Linked DNA regions of Bicyclus anynana: region 2 is linked to region 1. Evidence: chromatin contacts called from public Hi-C data. All regions are on one chromosome and are shown on one strand. The core of a region is the stretch at or near the end of the contact, and the rest is flanking DNA. Distances in the headings are between cores, read along the strand shown.

The links. Hi-C and Micro-C count contacts between places; a contact is called where the count stands out from the background.
Region 2: a Hi-C map of whole body shows a contact between it and region 1, with 5 times the contacts expected there. The contact joins the promoter of LOC112053460 here to the enhancer-like site in region 1. A contact is called at or near these places in 2 of 2 Hi-C or Micro-C datasets (whole body and whole larva).

Annotation. Positions count from the first base shown.
Region 1 is chr5:7,201,550-7,205,364 of ilBicAnyn1.1, forward strand. No RefSeq gene overlaps it. Among protein-coding and RNA genes, the nearest start is that of LOC112054720, 31 kb to the left of the region's middle. Within about 2 kb of position 1,637, at least 1 of the 8 cell types and tissues checked has open chromatin away from gene starts, as enhancers often do.
Region 2 is chr5:7,330,526-7,334,340 of ilBicAnyn1.1, forward strand. LOC112053460 (transcription factor Sp9) reads right to left here and starts at 1,806. Exons shown (of 3, transcript XM_052881641.1): 1 at 1,610-1,806. The coding sequence starts at 1,651.

The DNA of each region.
Region 1 (3,815 bases), core at 387-2,886:
CCATCGCAGGCTTTCTATAATACAAAGCAGCGACATTACACGATGACTATACTCTGTATCATTTTCACCTCTCGTAAAGAATGTTGCGAATCGGTCTTTATTGTACTCACCGGGTCAAAGGCGGCGGTTTCTACGATTTGATTAATGGCGGATTTTGTTTGCTTTACAATTATTAAGTAAGAATGTTCGAAAAAAAAATTGTTTGTGGACTCAGTGAAAAGATAATGTTTGTGAAATCAGTGAAAAGATAATGTTTAGTTCAAATATGACTGGAGTGAAAAATCAACAAAACGAATATTTGTATAGGACGCATGTTATTCATGTTTACCTGAGGGTTTTCTGTTTATTATTTACCAACAAAAAATCTGTTTAATATAAATTTTTAATTTTATTTAGATTGTTCGAAGCTTATTATGTATGCTGCGTGCAAATTACACTACACCGCGCACTGCCGCAGCAATCGAAGATCGAGATTTTTCGCAACGCATTGACTTGTATTAGTATTAGGTAGGTAGGTGCTTATTTATCAGTGATCCATTGATGCCAAATAAACGTGGATCTCCTGACTCTCACCCTAAGATGATTTAGACTTATTTTGGATTTGAATTACAAAAATACCATTTTATATACCTGTATCAGATAAGTCGAGTTTATATAACGAGTATATAGTACTTCTTGGAGGCGTTAAAACATGAATTCTATAATATGATTTGAAGGATTAATGTATGGATATAGTTAGCGTAGAAGAAAACGTACTATTGCTGTCAGTATCCATTTTTCAGTTTCCTTTTGTGGCTGGAGAAACCTCGTAGGACGTCGCAACAAATCCGCTTCGAAGATTTGGATTAACATATTTATACTACTTTTCATTCCGGAAAAATTTAGGATTCCCCTGGGGTTTGTGGAAAACTGAATTCCATGCCGATGAAGTCGCGGGCATCCTCTAGTTATATTATAAACTCTCTACCTAATATGGTTGGTACATGGTTCGGAGGCAAAGGTTTTTAGCTTTTTAAGCTATTTTGCTATAGAAGGTACCTACTCGACCTGTTTATATGCATGCACCAGTATTTATCTATATACTTGTTTCTTCACGATGATCCCGAAAGTTACTGGTCCCATTTGGATGGGGATTTTGTTACCTGTATACCAATGTTTTTAAGGATTTTATCAGTAGAGTTATATATAGTTAAGCTAGAAACGATAAGGATTTACTGGGTAAAGATAGCATATTTGCAGTTTTCTCCCTTGGGTAAGCTATTTGTTTTTCGTTGTTTAATTGTACCAGTTAAAGAGGGTGTGAACCGTAGCCCGGCACTCCCTCAAAACTTATAGATATTTGCTTTAAAATCGAACTGCACAATGACATTATTGTGCCTATACAAAAATAAATTGCTGTGAAAATGAAATAACAACCGCGTCCCCTTCTATTAACTGATGATGTAGCGATACTACGAGCGTAGTTGCTAACGCTAACTTCGTTTTTCGATACGATTGTGACCAAAAAATACACACGAAAATGAACTTTAATACGCAGTTATAAGGTTTTAATTAAATAAAATGCGATTGTCCTGTATCGTTGCAATGAAATACAATATCCATAGTAGCCGTGACGGGTGAATGGGGTATAAAAAAAACATAAATCAAAGTCAAAAAGGCATAGAGAATAGGCAGAGCGGCGGTCGAGTTGTTTGTCACCAGCTGTTGCCGGTGACTGACAAAGCATTATTCTCGTGTTCCCATCAATAATGAGGGTAATTTTGTCACATTAGCTCGTAGACGTATTTGTCTATTGTTGAAGATATTTTATTATTTTGAAAAATATTTTTGCGAAATTATAATTGAAATATATTTTCGCAAGAATATTTTTACCATTCTATACCATTGCAAAACTTTAATATTGAATAATCGTTAAAAGTAATACTAATCCTTTCGATACACAAAAACTCCTTTCGACCACGAAGATTATATCTTGATATTAGGCGTAGGTACATCTTCTGGAAGGAGATATGTAAAGATACCTAAATCTATACCTAAGGATTTGATTTTCAAAAACTAAAACTCGAAGGATTTTAAAAAATTCTTTCACCATGGGGTAGCTACATCTTCACTGATGCAACATACCTAAGCTATAGGTATATTTTCTCCCCGTATTTCCACGGGAACACACATACCTGGGTGAATCCGCGTAGTGTCTCCTAGTTCAATAATTCAATTAATAGATAACTGTTTGTAATCGGTGTCAAATTATTTATAAAAAGAAAAGCAAAATCTTTTAATTTCCATTTATTTGACTCTAAAAGCTTTTGCGGTAAAAGGTCACTGAACAGCGATTTCTAAGTGCGGTATTAAAATGTCTTCATTATGCGTAATTCGCTTTTTGCCACATTCGTGACTAAAATATTTAGTGGCTATATTTGCGAGAGCTATTTTTGCGGCGGATGTATTTTACGATATTGCAATTTCTAAACTGTCTTCCAGCCTGAGGGAATAACCACAGTTATTCAGTTTTATTCACATTTCACTGCGTGATTTTGGTGAAGTACCTACCTATCTAGATTCATTTATCTAAATAGTTCCGCATTCTCGTTTTCAAATTTAGGTGCATACCTACCTATCATGAATTTTGCGCCTCCCTGTGGGACCAAGCTAGGATAAACAGAGTTATAAACGCATGATAGGTTCATAAACTCGTAGGTAGGTATATTAATGGTTGTCTGGAAGTTGTATGGATTATTAGGTATTAATAAATACATTCTGAGGATGGAGAAGGATTATAGATACGTACCTACATACCTACTTGGTTATTTTCAGCTGTGAAAACGATTTCATATGGACGAAGTGTCCGCTAGTAATTAATATGATGTCATTACTATTAATAATTACTTTTTTTATATGTGATAATAGCGGACGCTCGCGACTCCGTCCGCGTGTAATTCGGTTTCTTACAAATCCCATGGGAACCATGATGAAAAGTAGCCTATGTGTGTAATAAGAATCCAGAGTAAAATCTATATCCATTTCAATTTCAAAAATTTCAGCCAAATCGCTTCAGTAGTGACAAAGTCTCATACAAACTTTCATCCCCTATTTTATCCCATTGGGGAAATTGAATAGATGCAATGCCAAATTTCAGCTCGATCCGTCCAATGGTTTGGGCTGTGCGTTCATAGATCACTATGTCAGTCAGTCACCTTTAGACATAATAATTTAGATATTTATAAATAAATAAAAATACATCGAAACCAAACTGAGTAAGTAAGGTACGTTAGGATCGGTAATCGATCATTTTAACCCTTGAGGACCAACGAAGAATCTACAAACTTTAATTTATAAGCTTTGCCAGCTTTGCCTTGTTCGCAAAAGAGCTTTGTCCAACTAAAATAGTTCGCCTGCAGTTATTACGTCAATGTACTCGTAGATGGCATATGGAAGTACAAGCGTTCGTCACCGGAGTTTGCGGTTACGCGCAGCGCCATCTGGCGGCCTAATTACTTCCTACGCTTTGAATCCGAGGTCTTTACTGCCTTTTGTTACTCGAACATTTAACTTTTTTAATTTTTTTTAAAGCCCAATTACCTGCGTAGATGATAAAGAAATAAGAGAGTGCACCACACAAAAGCGAACTGGTAGAAAGTTGGCCGCTTTAGTTCCTGTTGGTATTAAACTGCCGTAAAATTGATAGTTTGCTGCTAACCGCAGCTTTGGCATGTAATTGTATGTTAGATTTAAAAATTACACATGTTCAAAAATTATTTTAGGTACTTACTACCTAATAATAATAATACCTATGCATTAATAAAGTCCGTTTGTTG
Region 2 (3,815 bases), core at 556-3,055, 130 kb after region 1:
AGTAAAAGACAAAGCATATTAGCCCGTTTCATGAACTAATTGTCCCGTCCATCGCACATCAATCACGCGGTCGCTACAACGAAAACACTGTTAGTTTTGCCGCCGAATTATTAATTACATTCCCACAAAAAACTCACACACGATGCCGAAAAGCATAAATTTCTTCCTTTTTTCACCGCACAAAGGGGCCGAGCGCTCTACAATACTAAACAGATTAGGAGCGCCCGACACGGCCGTCGGTTCATAATTTTTGGCGCCAGTAGTCCTGCTTTTAGATTAAACTAATATGAAAAGGAAATTGAGTAGAAAATGGACGAAGGCTCTATGTGTCATTAAGAATTGGACACGGGCCCGAATACACTGCCGGCCTTTATTTATTTGATTTCGCTTAATTGAATTAACATTTCGGTAGTTTTTACGAGGTGTCGGTAATGTTTGGAGCTAACTTTAATGGGCAATTCTTAGGTAATAACAATAACATTTGCGTCACAAATATTGCTTTATACATAAATAAATGGCGGTTCCACGTCGTTTTCTCGTTTCTCGATTTCACGGGAAATGTTAATGGGATGGTCGTTACAATAAATCTACCTGAGTGGATCTTGAGACATTTCAGATGTTTATTAGAATTAGAGACTCTAAAGACAAAAAAAAATAATATGCATTTTATTTATTAAATCTACTCCATTATCAAAAAAAGTTCCGTAGATCATATTAGTAAAATAATATGATCTACGGAACTTTTTTTGATAATGGAGTACCTAGATTTAATAAATAAAATGCATATGATTTTTTATCCATATTTGACTTTCTTAATCTCGACAGATTTAGTTTGAAAAGTCTGAGAAAATGTTAGCCATTATGTCTATATTTTTGTCTACTCATTTTTAGTAAATTAACCAATTGTTTAACCCATTAATTCGCGCCTATGTTTATTCCATAAAATTGAACGCAGAGGCCATGAAGAAATCTTCCAAATAGTTGGGTTCAAATTCCGCGCGATGGCTCCTCTGGGGCCACTCGACCCGGGAGGGTCCATGAATAGTAATAGAGGTTGAGGCTCGAGGGACGGCCCGGTTCCGCTTATGGTGCGTGCTAAATCGACAACACCCTCGGGTCCTGTGACTAACAGCCAGTTTTATAAACTCGTCTATTTTGACTGAGATTTCATCCAAAAATTAAAGTCAATATACCGTGAAATCAAAACGCCTAAGGAGTTTATAGTATTAGTGTATCGAGAAGCTATTTAAGCAATGTCTCATCTTCTGTATCTAAGGAATCTTCAGTGAAAGATATCTTTAGAAAACTCTACTTTTGTACGTAATCTGAAAGACTGAGATTGTGTTGTTGTTTAGGGTGGTTAGTAACGCTGATCCTCAGCGTTACTAACCACCGTTACTAACCACCGTTTAAATAAAATTAGCTATATTTTTGAATATTACTTAGTCTAATTTCTCTCCAATTACTCATAAAGACAGTGTTATGAGTGAGTCTAACAATAATCCAGCAGGTGATCGGTCACGGTGTTAAGTCCTTAAGATAGAGATATTCAGGTCTAAGGGTTGTATTGGTGAGTTAGTGATCAGCATGTGGTGTGCGCCGGACTCACGTTCATGAGCAGGTCCGGTGAGGAGGAGCCCTTGCCGCTCATGGCTGTCCGGCGAGCAGGCGCATGTCACTCACTCACTCACTCACTCGCGGCGCAGGCGGCGCGGGCGGTCTGCAAGCGCCGAGCGATCGCGACTGCCGCGCGCCGGCCCCCACCGTCCCAGAGCCCCCACCGCTACCGGCTGCCTCATTTCTCACTATAATTTGCGTGCTCGTTTTTTACCATCATTACTCCCTCGTTTTGTTTTACGTATTATCGAGTGCATCCCGCTCGCACCGCGGCCGCCATGCGCGCCGAGCGCCGCCCAGATAATAGCTATCTGCAATTACGCCTTGGCCGCGCTGCCAGTGCCGACGCTCGCCGCGCCGCGCGACGCCTAGCGACATCTTGTGACGAGCGGCCGGAACTCCCACGTGCATCAGCGAGCGAAATGTTTGGATTATAGATTCAAATTAATTTATTTTAAGTAGGTAGATATTATTCAAGCACTTATGAAAAGACAAGTCTGGCAGTGAGTATAGACTCTACCATCGGTTTGAAGAGCAGACTCTATTATAAAACCGACAAGACACTCGGATTTATTTATAATGTACTCACCTACAGTTTAGGTATATTATCCTGCCTTGTGCGCAGAAGAAAGCAGAGCTGATTATTACCATGGATCTTTGTCGTTATCACTTATAAGAACAACAACATCGTATCTACTAGGTATACCTACCTATCTTTAAACAAATTGAACTTAAGTCTCGGCAAATTTGCCACCTACATGTATATATCCTGCATAATTAAATAGCAAATTAGCTATTTAATTAAAATTATCTATAATTTGTGATCCTATTACATTAGGTACCTACCTGCATTGTCCTCCAGCTCGGAGTGGCGTTGTGGGCCAAACCGCAAAATTCCTCGTTCCTTTAGAAGAGAGATGGGCTGATAATTATATTTAAAATGATACTAACAACTAACATTTTTAATGCACAGCGAGATTTAAAACGTGGCAAATAATTTCTTTCCAAAAATGTGCTACGATTACCGTTTCGACGTTTATTCATTAAATAAATAAATCATCATCATCATCTTATCAGCTAATGGACGTCTACTGCAGGACGTAGGCCTTTTGTAGGAACTTCAAAACATCACAATCCTGAACCGCCTGCTTTCAGCCACTCGCTTGATGCCGTCAGCCCACCTGGTCGACCAACACTGCGCTTGGACGTGATCGCCATACCAGCACCTTGGGACCCATTCCAGCACATTGGGACTCCAACGTCCATCGGCTCTTCGAACTATGTGCCCCATCCATTGCTACTTCAGCTTCGCGACTCGTTGAGCTATGTCGGTGACTTTGGTTCTTCTACGGATCTCCTCATTTCTGATTCGATCACGCAGAAATAGCATAGCTTGTTTCACCGCCCGCTGTATGACTTTGAGCCATTTCATTTTCTTAGTACATGGACCGACAAAAAAAATTAATTAATAGGTCAATTATACACACATCGCTCAAAGTAGGTGAGTCTAGCTTGTCTTATAGGTAGATGAATATTTGTACATAATATGCATTACATCATGTCATCAATCAATCATATAAATCATGAAAACATGAATGAATATGAATATTTTACACATGTGGGAATCGAACGGTCTAAGACACATTATGCTTCTCGGGCATTAATGAAGGTAGTGCTTGCCTACAATCGCAGATGATGATGATGAATTAGATGACGACGTACTCTAGGTAGGTACGTAGATCACCGGTTCAATAGGCTTTATATTCTAGCTCTGTCTATTTTTGGTTTTTGTGTTAAAATGCCATGATGATTGTGTTCTAGTATCGTGTAAATGATTATAAGGATATGTGAAAACACTGTTGTGGCAGACAGACACCTCAATTTTATTTATATGTTTTGAGTATTGATTGTATAAAAAGTAGAAACGTTTATGGATAATATAATAATAATAATAAATAATACTCTCTACAGAAATTAAAGAAACTTACACGAATCGAGCATGTTTGCTACGGTTTTCGTAGCGCTTCGTAGCAACTTGAAGTTGTAGACAGCGGATTTTACGTGGTTTTTATAAATTACTAACAAATCCCGTTGGACAGTGTGGACTACTCTACATTCCCATTCAGTAAAATTATTACGGCCTGTTACTCGCTGATAAAGTAACTTTCTTTTGGTGAAATAATTTTAAAACGGCTTAG